Linked DNA regions of Sus scrofa: region 2 is linked to region 1. Evidence: chromatin contacts called from public Hi-C data. All regions are on one chromosome and are shown on one strand. Each heading gives the region's core, a stretch centred on a gene start, on an enhancer-like site or on the middle of the called end of the contact. The rest is flanking DNA. Distances are from core to core; before and after follow the strand shown.

Region 1 (6,879 bases), core at 2,803-5,302:
CTAATGTGCAGTGCTAATACACACATTTCTAGGACTTATTTCCCAGTCACTGCAAGTTTGTAGTCTTACACAACATCTGAAAATTTTCTTAAAGAAATAAAGAGTTTGGGGAGTTCTCATCATGGTATATCCCTAAAAGGGCAAAGAAAGAAAGAAAGAGAGTGAGTTTGGTGTTCCCATTGTGGCTCAGCAGTAACAAATCCGACTGGTATCCTTGAGAATGAGAATTGGATCCCTGGCCTCACTCAGTGGGTTAAGGATTCAACATTGCTGTGAGCTGCAGTGTAGGTCGCAGATGCGGCTGGGATCCCAAGTTGCTGCGGCTGTGGTATAGGCTGGCAGCTGAAGCTCCTATTTCACCCCTAGCCTGGGAAATTCCATATGCCCCATGTTCAACCCTAAAATGCAAAAAAAAAAAGGTAAAAAAAAAAAAGAATTTCACCCAGAAGAAAGACTGAAAGATATATAGAAAAAGCCTCTCTGTAATTATTGTTCATATTCTCAGATCAAAAAGTACTTGTTGGTTATATAATTAAGTATATTATATCTGGAAGAAGAGATTTGCTATTACCCTTCACTGTCAATGTTTGTTTTGCATTTTCCCCCAGGTGATAAAACTATTTTTAAGTTAAAATATAATCTACTGAGTAGCATTTATCACATGCCACAACTTCTACTCCAATCATAAATGAGATTGTTTCTTCCTCTTAACATGTTTTGTCATTTATTAGTATTTGGTGAGTTGTTATTTGATTAGTAGAAAAACTGCACACCTTATAACTTCTTATTGAAGTATAACTAAAGAAAAGTATAAACTGAAAGCATATAACTTGATAAATTTTCACAGAATGAAATGAATGTAAATGTTTTGTACAATTATAGATTTTATATTTTAAATTATATTTGCTATTTGTTTGATGACACCCAAGTGATGAGCACCTAGATCAAGAATTAGAACACTACAGCTACCCAGAAGCCCATTCAATCTCCCTCCTGGTCACCTCCCAATAGTTGTGATCGTTACCCTGACTTCCAATACTGTAGGTGACTTTTGCCTGTTTTTGAAGCTCATATGAATCTTCTTGATACTTTTAATTTTTTTAATTGAAGTATAGTTGATTTACAATCTTCTTGATTCTTTTGCTTCCCACTGTGTTTGTGGATCTCATCCATGTTGTTTTCACTGCTATATATCACAACTTTTTATTCTATTCTATTATTAGTGGGCATGTGAGGTTTCCAGTTTGGAACTATATGAATAGTGCTTCTATGAAGTTCTTGAATCAAAATGTGTATGCATTTCTTGGGGTGGGTATATATCTAGAAGTGAGATTGTTGGGTCATGGAATTTGTACATATTCCACTTGGGTAGACAATGCCAGTTTTCTGAAATGGTTGTACCAATCTACACTCCCACCAGGAGGATGTAAGTGTGCCATTGTTCTAGATCCTCCCAGCATTTGGTATTGTCATTCCTTTTTCTTTTTTTTTTTTTTTTTTTTTGTGTGTGTGTGTGTGTGTATTTTTAAGGCCACACACGTGGCATATGGAAGTTCCCAGGCTAGGTGTCAAATCAGAGCCACAGCTACCAGCCTGTGCCACAGCCACAGCAATGGAGGATCCCAGCTAAGTCTGAGACCTACACCACAGCTCACAGCAATGCCAGATCCTTAACCCATTGAGCAGGGGCCAGGGATCAATGGATACTATTCAGGTTCATTACCATTGAGCTGCAATGATAATCCCTTGTCAGTCATTTTATATTGCAGCCATTCTGATGGATAAGTAGTGATATCTCATTGTGGTTTTACATTGCACTTCTTAATGAAATTTGTTTGCATTTTTGTTCAGTAAAAATGTTTCAATGTTTTGTTCATTTTTCTATTGTCTTTTGTATCATTTTAAAGTTAATCTATAGGAGTTATTTTTATGTATGTCTGAGACTTGTCAGATAAGTAATCAGACATAAATATATTCTCATTAATGCCTTCCACTATGGGACTTGACTTTTTGCTCTCTTAATGGTATCTTTGATGAACAAAGTTCAGTTTATCCTTTGTTCTTTATAGCTAACATCTTCTTTGGTTCTATTTTTAAAACTCTTTGCTTATGGAATTACTGCTGTGCCTCAGCAGGTTAAGAACCCAACACAGTGTTCTTGAGGATGCAGATTTGATCCCTGGCCTCACTCATTGGATTAAGAATCTGGCATTGCCACAAACTGCAGCATAGTTCACAGATGCATCTTGTATCTGGTGGTGTTATGGCTGTGGCGTAGGCTGGCAGCTGCAGCTCTGATTCAATCCCTAGCCTGAGAACTTCCATATGCTGCAGATGGGGTTGTAAAAAGAAAAAAGGAATCTTTCCCTATTCCAAATTCATGGATATATTTACTGTATGATTTCTTCTTGGAGATTTATTATTTAGCCATTTATATTTAGATATAATCCATCTGCAATTGCTTTTTGTGTATGGTGTGACATGGGAAAAAACTCATTTTTTCATATGGATATCATGTCCCAATACCATTTATTAAATAGGCCATTGCTACTATATACAGTTTCACCTTTGTCACAAATACATTCATTTGGTTCTTTCTGGACTTTCTATTCTTTTTAATTTTTCCATTTTTCTATACTTGTACCCATTATTTTCATTATTGTAACAACTAACAAGTCTTCATATCCCATAGTGTTGGTCCTTAAGCCTTGCTCTTTTTCAAGGTTCTATGGACCACACTTGGTCTTTAGCACTTCCAGATAAACTTTAGAATCAACTTGTCAGTTTCTACAGGGAGAATAAAAGCAACTGCTGGGATTGTTGTTGGAAGTGGATTAAATCAAGAACTGAATTGGGGGAAAATTGCTATCTATGGTGGCTTTATAATATGTCAACTTAGGCAAGCAAAACTTTATCTCACAATATTCCCTTCCCTGTTTGCTTTTTAGTTAGAGTGAGCCATGGGAGACTTTTTTCTCATGAGATTTAAAGGGCAGAAGTGAAGCAATGGTTGTAATTTTCATGTTCAGAATTCCAGAGCAGGTATTGCTAGACCTCCCCCACAATGCCACTTATCTCTTGGCTCCCCTTGCTGGTGTGGGAACAGCAGTCAGGCCTATAATTGCCCCAACTTCCTCTGAATCCTCTTTCAGCTTCTCTCATTCCTGGGCACCAGTATATTCTACAGGATGCCCACAACATCAGGGTTGGAGGCAGTGAGAGCTGAGCTCACTCAAGTGTCCTTGTGTGTTGCAGCTTGGCCTTGTTCTACCCATTTGATATCCATCCTCCCTTCTCCACTGCCTGCCAAAAGGATTCCAAGCTCCATCATGAGATACTAAGACAACAGCTTTACAGAGACTGTTTAACCAGCTCCTGCATTGTGTAATATCAAATTCCTATTAAAAAATCTCATGTATATACACACATATATTATACATACATGCACATGTATGTATATATATTATACATATATAACATTGTGTTATTTCTTTTTTTAATTTTATTGGAGTATCGTTGACTTACAATGTTGTATTAGTTTCAGGTATACAGCAAAGTGAATCAGATAGATAGATAGATAGGATAGATAGATTCTTTTTTCCCATATAAGTTATTACAAACTATTGAATAGATTTCCCTGTGCTATACAGGAGGTTCTTGTTAATTATCTGTTTTCAGTTTCTTTCCCTTTTTTTTTTTTTTTTTCTTGGCTGCCCCACGGCATATGGAGTTCCTAGGCCAGGGGTCAGATATGAGCTGCTGTTGCCACCTAAGCCACAGCTGCAGCAACTCCAGATCCTTAACCCACTGTGCCCACGCCAGGTATCAAACCTGCATCCCAATGCTCCAAAGATGCTGCCAATCCTGTTGTGCCACAGTGGGAGCTCTGTTAATTATCTATTTTATACAGTAGTGTGTATATGTTATTTTCATCCTCCTAATTCCTCCCTCCCCCCAGTGATTTCCCCTATGGTAACCATGAGACTGGTTTTGAAATCTTTGAGTGTCTCTGTTTGGTTTTGTTGTTGTTTTTGTTGTTGTTGTTACTGCTGCTGCTGCTGCTTTTTTGGCTTTTCAGGGCCACACCCTCAGTACATGGATGTTCCCAGGCTAGGGTTCGAATCAGAGCTGTACCCTCCAGCCGACGCCACAGCAACAACAAACCAAATCCGAGCCTACAACCTACACCACAGCTCACAGCAGTGCCGGATCCTTAACCCACTGAGCGAGGCCAGGAATAGAACCTGCAAGCTCATGGTTATTAGTCAGAATTTTTTCCGCTGTGCCATAACAGGAACTCCGTTTCTGTTTATAAATAAGTTCTTTTGCATGATTTTTATTAGGGTCCACATATTAAGTAATGTGATATAATATTTGTCTTTCTCTGTCTGACTTAGTATCATAAGCTCTAGGGCTATCCATGTTGCTGGAAATGGCATTATTTCATTCTTCTTATGGCTAAGTAATATTCCATACACACATACACACACACACACACACCCCATCTCTTCTTTATTCTTCTGTGTTTTTCGTTTGTTTGTTTGTTTTTAGGGCCACACCCACAGCATATGGAAGTTCCCAGGCTACAGGATCCAACACGGACTGCAGCTGCCAGCCTACGCCACAGCAAGAGCAATGCCAAATTCCAGCTATGTCTGTGACCTACACTGCAACTCACTACAATGCCAGATCCTTAACCTACTGAGCAAGGCCAGGGATTGGATCAGCGTCCTCATGGATACTAGTCAGGTTTTTAACGCACTGAGCCACAGGGAACTCAAATCTTTTCTTCAGTTGATGGACATTTAGGTTGATTTCATGTCTTGGCTGTTGTCAGTAATGTTTCAATGAACATTGGGGTGCATATATCTTTTCAAATTTGGGTTTTCTCTGGATAGATGTCCAGCAGTCCCACTCCTAGGCATATATTTGGAGAAAAACCATAATTCAAAAAAATATATTTAACTATTTATCTTGTCTTAGTGGTTCTGCTTTTCTGATTCATCCCTGATTGACACAACATCTTCACAAATTGGGTCTTCCAACTCAAGAACATGATGTAGTTTTATATTACTCTGATCATTTCTCTCAATAATGATTTATAGTGTTTTCATCCCCCCCCCCTTTTTTTTTTTTTTGGCTGTCCTGTGGCACGTGGAGTTCCTGGGCCAGGAATCAGATCTGAGCCACAGCTGCAACCTAAGCCACAACTGTGGCAATGCCAGATCCTCAATCCATTGTGCCAGGCTGGGGATCAAACCCACGTTCCAGCACTCCCAAGATGCCACCAATCCCATTGCACCACAGCAGGAACTCCGTGATTTAGTTTTTTGATGTGATGGTCTTGCCCATCTTTCTTTATATTTATTGCTAGAAATTTAATATTTTTGATGCATTTATAGATTTTGTTTTTTAAATTATATTTGCTATTGTTTCTAAATGGCGTACAGAAATACAAATTGACTTTTATATTTTGATCATGTATCCTGCAACCATGGTTAAATTCAGTTATTCGTTTGTTTTTTTTGTTTTTTTTTTTTTTTGTCTTTTTGCTATTTCTTGGGCCGCTCCCGCAGCATATGGAGGTTCCCAGGCTAGGGGTCCAATCGGAGCTGTAGCCACTGCCCTACGCCAGAGCCACAGCAACGCAGGATCCAAGCCACGTCTGCAACCTACACCACAGCTCATGGCAACGCCGGATCGTTAACCCACTGAGCAAGGGCAGGGATCGAACCCGCAACTTCATGGTTCCTAGTCGGATTTGTTAACCACTGCGCCACGATGGGAACTCCCAGTTATTCGTTTTAATTGTACATGGACCCTTTTGGATTTTCTACATACAAAACCATGTCGTCTGAGATTAATATGTTTCCTTCTTCCTTTTATTGCCTCTTTTGGACTGGCTAGGACCTTCATTACAGTGCTGGGTAGAAACAGTGATAGAGGAGTTCCCATTATGGTTCAACAGAAATAAATCTGACTAGCATCCATGAGGACACAGGTTCCATCCCTGGCCTCACTCAGCAGGTTAAGGATCCAGCGTTGCCATGAGCTGTTGTATAGGTGACATATGCAGCCCAGATTTGGCATTGCTATGGCTGTGGTGTAGGCCGGTTGCTACAGCTCAAATTCAACCCCTAGCCTGGAAGCCTCTTTATGCCACAGATGCAGCCCTAAAAAACAAAAAAAGAAAAAAAAGAAAAAGAAGAAGAAGAAGAAGAAGTAGAAGAAGACAAACAAACAGTGATAGAAGGTACCCTTGTCTCATTGCCCATCTGAAGAGGGTGTTTTTAAATACTCACTCTTATATATTATGTTTATTATATTTTCTTCAGGTGTTTTGGTAAATATTCTTTATCAGATAAGATAAATTTCTTCTTTTGCTAAGAGTTTTTCATCATGAATGATTGCTGCATGTTCAAATGCTTTTTTTATGTTTACTAACATGATCATATGAGTTTTTTGTTAATATGTTGACTTACAGTGATTAAATTTTATTTAAAGCCAATTTGGTCATGATTTATCGTCCTTTTTATATATTGATGGGTTCAATTTGCTAATATTTTGCCCAGACTATTTATACATCTGTTCTTCAAAGAAATTGGCTTATAATTTTCATTTCTTAAATGTCTTTTTCAAGCTCTGATACCAAAACTTATGTTAGCTTCTCAAAATAAGTTGTAAGTGTTCCATCTTTTTCTATTGGAGTTGTATAAAATTAATATTTCTTCTGTAAATATTTGGAAGAATTCACCCATAAGGCCATGTGACTGGAATACTTCTTTATGGGAAAGTTTTTAATTACACAATCAACTTATTTAGCTGGTATGAGACTATGCAACATGTTCTGTATATATCATCTTATTGTATTTTTAATAT
Region 2 (6,879 bases), core at 2,152-4,651, 140 kb after region 1:
AAAGGAGCCGAGACAGTAGCAACCTACACTGTGCACTTGAGCTTAGAGTTTGGCTTTCTCCTCTTTCAGAAAAGGAAGCTCATCGGACTGCCAAAGGGCATGCAGAAAGGAATTAGCAGTATAGAAAGTTAAAATCATGATTCTAGGAGTTCCCGTCATGGTGCAGTGGAAACAAATTTGACTAGGAACCACGAGGTTGCAGATTTGATCCCTGGCCTCGTTGAGTGGGTTAAGGGTCCGGCATTTCCATGAGCTGCGGTGTAGGTTGCAGATGTGGCTCGGATCTGGCATTGCTGTGGCTCTGGCGTAGGCTGGCAGCAACAGCTCCGATTAGACCCCTAGCCTAGGAACCCCCATATGCCTTGGGTGAGGCCCTAAAAGACAAGAGACAAAAAAACAAAACAAAACCCAAATCATGATTCTAGCCATTGTTCTAGAGAGCGATGTTTCATTTCTAATATCTTTTTCTTTGATACCCAAGTTTAGCTAAACTTTTTGTAGAGCATGTATAACAATCCCTATATTTAGAGTGGTCTATACCTACTCTGAGCTTCCTTTCCTTGGCAAAGATGATTTTATCAGCATCAGCCAATGGTTGACATGTGAAAAGGTATGTCTAATGTTAAATCTGATTTTACTAGAGGATTCTGAAATCTGGCTTTTTTTTTTTTTTTTTTTTTTTTTTTTTTTTTTGCTTTTTATGGCCACACATGTAGCATATGGACATTCCCAGGCTAGGGGTTGAATCTGAGCTGCAGCTGCCAGCCTACACCACAGCCACAAGATCTGAATCATGTCTTCAACTGACACCACAGCTCCCAGCAACACCATATCCTTAAACACACTGAGCAAGGCCAGGGATCGAGCCCGCATCCTAGTGGATCCTAGTCAGGTTTGTTACCATAGAGCCACAGTGGGAACTCCAGATATCTGGCTTTTTATAGGAAATTATCTAACTTTTTTCCCCTTTTTTCGCCCAGGCTGGATCAAACCTGAGCCCCAAGACCTAAACCACAGCGAAGTAATGCAGGATCTTGAACCCAATGCACCAGGGCCAGGGATCCATCTGGCACCACCACAGAGAAAAGCTGAATCATTAGCCCACTGTGCCACAGTGGGAACTCCAAAATTAACCAACTTTTAAATGCTGGCACAAATCCCAACTGGGAGGGAGAGAGGGTGGAAAAATGAAAGAGAACTACATGTAGGCCAGACAGAGAAGGGATAGGGCCCAGGGTCTGCCAGTCTGTGATTTTTTCCCTTATGCAGACTTCACAGTTCTTGTCTTTCTCCAACAATTCAAGATGTGTTTTGGAACTTCCTTCAAGGTACACTCAGAACTAGATCAAATGCAGTCAAAATTTCCATTGTCCTGGCGTTCCCACTGTGGCCCTATGGGATTGGCAGTGTCCTGGGAGCTCTGGGACACAGGTTAGATTTCTAACCCTGCAGAGTTTCGGCTGCAGCTCTGATCTGATCCCTGGCCAGGGAACTCCTGATGCCCTAGGGTGGTCAAAAGTGAAAAATAATTTTTCCATTGTCCCGTCGATTCTTTAACCATTTTATTGAGCACGTAACGTATGCAAAGTCTATCATCACATCTTATTTAAAATGAGATACGTTAGCAATTAATTACATGAAACAGATACAACTTTATAATGGTCCAACTGACTCTGAGATCTATTCTTACATTTTAGCTGTTTCAAAAAATACGATCAAATATAAAGATAATTGTCTTTTTAAAACCTACTGGAGCACTTCTATAATTCACCTCTGAATTTGGAATGTTAATGGGAAAGTTTCAGAACACCAGCCATCACTCTGTGTAAAAGCAGCACTTCTGAAAGAATTCAAAGGCAATTATCCTGAAAAATCTTTTCACTGAGTCAGTTTTGAGCTCCAAATGGCTTCTATCCCTATGGAAATCATCCGTGACACCAGACAGCACCCAAGTTCATACTAATTCTGAAAGAGAAAAATAAATTGGTGATCTTGTCAGCTGATTAGGTGAGAAGACCCTGAAGATACAACATGGCTCAGGTTATCAGTTGTTCTTGATTACATTTTAATATGTGTTAAACATTGTATCCTGCTTCCCATATGAGTAACATCATTTAAGTCAGTCTTTCCTTTTTTTTTTTTAGCTTCTCTGTACCCTCCCCTCTCCGTGTTTTGCTGAGGCTGCACATTTAAGCTATGCCTACATTTAAGATACGCCTACTTCTGTTTCCAGTATTTCTTCTGCTCTTAATCAGAGTCGAGACGTAATAATTTTTAACCTCTCTTAATAATTTTTAACTGTCTCAGAGGTCCTCCATACTTTCATCCCAGGCCTCACTATTTCCACCCTCCCCCCCAGCCCCATTCTAGAACCTGGACTCCTCCCTGCTCTCTATCCGATATCTCTGGGCCTAGGAGGTCCTTGGCTTCTGCTTACCCGCTGCGCACATACTCCCCCCCTTTCCTGTCTTCTCTATCCCCCCTTTCCCCCCCAGCCCCTTCCCAGGCCTGCAACCTCAGCCATTCCAGAAATTGACAAAGAAATTGCAGAGGGAGTGCCACTTCTCAGCACAGTAGGTCTCCGTGAGCTTCGCGTTCTCGTCCAGCCCGTCGGGATCGGGCCAGGTCCCCAGGGTCTGCTCCTCTTCTGGGTCCAAGGCCGCCTTCCTCTTGCCCCACTTGGTCTTCTTCTCCGAGGGCTTCCCTATGGGCGGCGCGCTCGGAGGAGGCGGGGCCCTGGCGCCTGGGCCGGGAGCTGGCTCCCGGGGTCGCCCCCGGCTCCTGGCCGGGAGCTTGGAATCCCGGGGGAAACCCGAGGCGATGGGGTCAGCCGGTGCGGATTCGTGGGGCACTAGGCGCAACTCGGCGCCATGGCCCTTCTTGCCCGCGCACAGGCGAGCCTTGAGAGGCGAGAGGTCGTGGCAGGGCCGCGGCTTCCTCCGTAGCCCGCCCAGCACCTGCTTCCAGTACAGCGAGCTGCGGGCAGCGTAGGCGGCGCAGCGCCACGGCTCGCCGCGGTAGGCGCACTGGTGGTGCGCCCCGTCCGGAGCCTGGCAGCGCAGCGCCAGCTCGCTGCCCGCTGAGGGCCCTGGGGCGGGCTGCAAGAGCTGCCAGCTGCACGCGTGCCTCTCGGGGCTGACGAAACGGCCGGAGGAGCCGCCCGCAGGGCCCGGGGCAGACTCGGCGGTGCTGGCGGCAGCCCTCTGGTCTCTCCTGGCAGCTGCGAGAAGGCAGCCACCCAGCAGCAGCAGAAGCGAGAGCGACCTTCGAAGCCTCAGAAGACCCATGGCTCGTTGTGCCTGCGCGCAAGTCGGCTCTCCAGGGAACCCTGGGCACTTCAGTGGTAACAGGGCCAGGAGAGCAGCATCCCTTGGACCTGGGGACAGAGGCACAAACTGCTAATGACTGAGCCGGGCGCAGCCCTAAGTCCAACACATGCACCTGCCAGTCCCCTTCCCCAGACTTCTGGGCGCTGGTTTCCATTGGGCAGCAGCACCATACGACGGGTCCCTCTGAAAAGTTTTCCTGGGAAAAAGTCAATTACTGTCTAATCTTTTTGAAACCGTTTACACGTTGAGGTTTTCTCCCCTATGCAAATACGGTAGCAAAGCGATGCCTGGTAATTACCACCTCCACACCTTCCTCCACCCCGTCCCTTCTCCATCCTCTAATAAATTATCTACATAATCATTTCAGATTATTCTTTGGGTAAATGCACTTTTACTGCACTTTGAACTTACCTAGTTCTGGGGAAGGTGGCGGGGTCTTATTAATGTGGAAGGAATAACTGCATGAAGGATTAGTCTGTTTTAGCCGGCTCCCAGTGAATGAATGTGTTATCAACAGGATAGAAGGGGCCTCCCCCTCTATGCCCCTCCCAGACTTCTCTCTTACTGGGAGATTTCCCACCATCACGCCACACACACACACACACACACACACACACACACACACACACGAAGGAGCGATGTAACATGAAATATATATCTTTTTTCTTCCAGTCTTTAAAATAATCACATGAATTTTAGCAAATCGTTCTTTTCCTTCCTTTTACATATTTTAATCATCTGAAAATAAAAGTTAAACAGAAAGATCTGTTTTAAGAGTTAGACAACCTTAAATGAAAGAAAACAATTGTCAATTGACACTATTTTTTTATCATTTGAATTCTTTATTTTCACCCGCCGAGTTCTTTATTTTCCAACTGTCTTATCCTAATCATCCTAATAACTGTTACTACTAACATAAATATAATATCTCAGTTTATAGACTCATTGTACTGTCCAGCACTTCACCCAGGGGTGAGCATTTGGTCTTTTGATTATTTTTAAGTATTCTAAGTCATTTATAAATTTCTTATATAAATCAGAAGTTTAAGAAATTCTTTTGATTATAATGCAAGGTAATATTATCAATTCAAACAGTCTTTCAGTCAAAATTAATGTGTTCTTGAATCTTGAGTATTTTACGTTTAAACAAAGCTATTTTTTACACTTTGGGATAGTACATTATCTTTTTAAAAATGTTCTCAGTGGCATTCTCGCCATGACACAGTGGAAACGAATTTGACTAGGAACCATTAGGTTGCCGGTTCCATCCCTGGTCTCGCTCAGTGGGTTAAGGATCTGGCCTTGCTGTGAGCTGTGGTGTAGGTCGCAGATGCCGCTGGAATCCCACGTTGCTGTGGCTGTGGCATAGGCCTGTGGCTACAACTCCGATTAGACCCCTAGCCTGGGAACCTCTGTATGCCATGTGTGCGGCCCTAAAAAGCAAAAAAAAAAAAAAAAAAAAAAAAAAAAAAAAAAAAAAAAAGTTCTCAGTAATAAATGTGATTTCTTTATGTCAAGAGTTTATACTTCTAATTGTTTTATACATATAAGTATTTTCCTAAAATACTTCCCAGGATGTCAAGAAGTCTCATTACATTTCCTAATGTCTTTTTGTGGACAGTATTTTCTACTACTAAACTCCCATTGGTATTGCATTCCTACAGTTACAATTTGACTACTACTATAAAAATCAAAATATTTTAGGAATTCCCGTGGTGGTGCAGGGGAAACGAATGCGACTAAGTACCATGCGACTAAGTACCCTGGCATTGCTCAGTGGGTTAAAGATCCGGCGTTGCTTGTGAGCTGTGGTGCAGGTCTCAGATGGAGCTCGGATCCTGCGTTGCTATGGCTGCGGTATAGGCCGGCAGGTGTAGCTCCGATTGGACCCCTAGCCTGGGAACCTCCATATGCCGCAAGTGCGGCCCTAAAAAGAAAAAAAAATCCAAAATATTTTAGAGTTAGAATGTATTTAAATGTGTTTTGGCACAGATTAAATATACAGTAGACCTAAAAAAATATTGACCTAAAAAAAGACATCTCTACCACTCTAGTGAAATCAGATTAAAGGATTTACCCAAGGTCACACACAAGCCGTCTGACTCCCAGTGATTGATGATCTTTACATTTCAACTTTGTATTTCATTGCCATCAATTTCAAAGTTAGTTATGTCTTAATAACACCAATTTATACTGAAAAACAATTTGTGCTGGTGAAGTTAAGAAATATTAATATGTTTCATAAACAGAGTAGTTTATTAATACATTTAATAGATGGAACACTTCTCTTCACCAGAAAACTGTATTTATATCAGCAAAGCACTGACTATTTACAGGCTTTTATCTGATGCTCTGGCATTATTAGTTATCAGCTACTGAACCAAACTGGAATAGTATTTCAGCTAAAGAGCGACATCTTGTGACATTCTTCACTAATTACAATGAAAAAGGTTTTTGTTCGTTTTATCAAAATGTCATAATTATTAAGAGAGGTATTCCAGAGACTATGATTTCTGTCAGAAACATTGCCCCCAGAACAAAAATAAGGGCATAAGTATGTGCTATGCCATATCATAAAGGGGTAACTTCTTACCAGAAGTAGTTACTTTTTATAAATTACGGTAAAATATACAGAACATAAGTGTTTTACCATTTTAACCATTTGCAGGTGTACAGTTCAGTGACGTTAAGTACATTCACGGTGCTGTAAAACCATCACCAACCATCCAGCGCCAGAACTTTTTTCATCTTCCAAAACTGAAACTCTGCATTGAGTAAACAATAACTCCTTGTTCCTCCCTTCTTTCTCCCTCTGGCAACTCTTTCTGTCTCCATGAAGTGACTATTCTAGGTACCTCATGAAAGTGGAATCATAGTTCTTTTGTGACTAGCTTATTTTACTTAGTATAATGTCCTCAAGATTCATCTATATTGAATCATGTGTCAAAATTTCCTTCCTGTTTAAGGCTGAATATTCCATTGTATGTATATTTCACATTTTGTTTCTGTGTTTGTTGGCTGACAGTTACTTGGGTTGCTTCCACCTTTTGGCTCTTGTGAATAATGCTGCTATGAATATAAATGTATGAACACCTGTTTGAGTTTCTGCTGTCAGTGCTTTGGGGTATAGATAGAAGTGGAATTACTAGGTCATATGGTAATTTTATTTTTAATTTTTGGTGGAATCTCCATATTATTTCCCAGAGTGGCTGCACCATTTTACATTCCAACCAACAGTGCCCAAGGGAACCAATTTCTCCAAATCCTTGCCAATGCTTGTTTATTTACTGTGTTTGTTTATGTGTGTGCATGCGTGTGTGTGTGTGTGTGTGTGTGTGTATTATAATAGCCACCCTACTTGGTGTGAGGTGGTATCTGATTGTGGTTTATGAGATTGGCATTCCTCTAATGATTAGTGATGTTGAGCATCTTTTCAAGTGCTTAAGGGCCATTCGTGTATATCTTCTTTGTAGAAATGTGTCTGTTCAAGTCCTTTGCATATTTTTAATCAGGTTGTTTTTGTTGCTCTTGAGTTGTGGTTTTTTTTTTT

The links. Hi-C and Micro-C count contacts between places; a contact is called where the count stands out from the background.
Region 2: a Hi-C map of omental adipose tissue shows a contact between it and region 1, with 2.8 times the contacts expected there. The contact joins the promoter of FGFBP3 here to the enhancer-like site in region 1. A contact is called at or near these places in 3 of 5 promoter capture datasets (fetal liver and liver), 25 of 47 Hi-C or Micro-C datasets (adipose tissue, alveolar macrophages, blood and 14 more) and 2 of 2 datasets of contacts at active chromatin or transcription factors (alveolar macrophages and skeletal muscle).

What each region holds. Positions count from the first base shown.
Region 1 is chr14:103,375,514-103,382,392 of Sscrofa11.1, forward strand. No RefSeq gene overlaps it. Among named protein-coding and RNA genes, the nearest start is that of TNKS2, 17 kb to the right of the region's middle. Within about 2 kb of position 4,053, at least 1 of the 83 cell types and tissues checked has an H3K27ac peak or open chromatin away from gene starts, as enhancers often do. A contact at or near this core is called in omental adipose tissue, where this site is marked.
Region 2 is chr14:103,514,240-103,521,118 of Sscrofa11.1, forward strand. FGFBP3 (fibroblast growth factor binding protein 3) reads right to left here and starts at 3,402. Exons shown (of 2, transcript NM_001258356.1): 1 at 2,516-3,402; 2 at 1,549-1,965. The coding sequence starts at 3,287. The coding sequence ends at 2,517.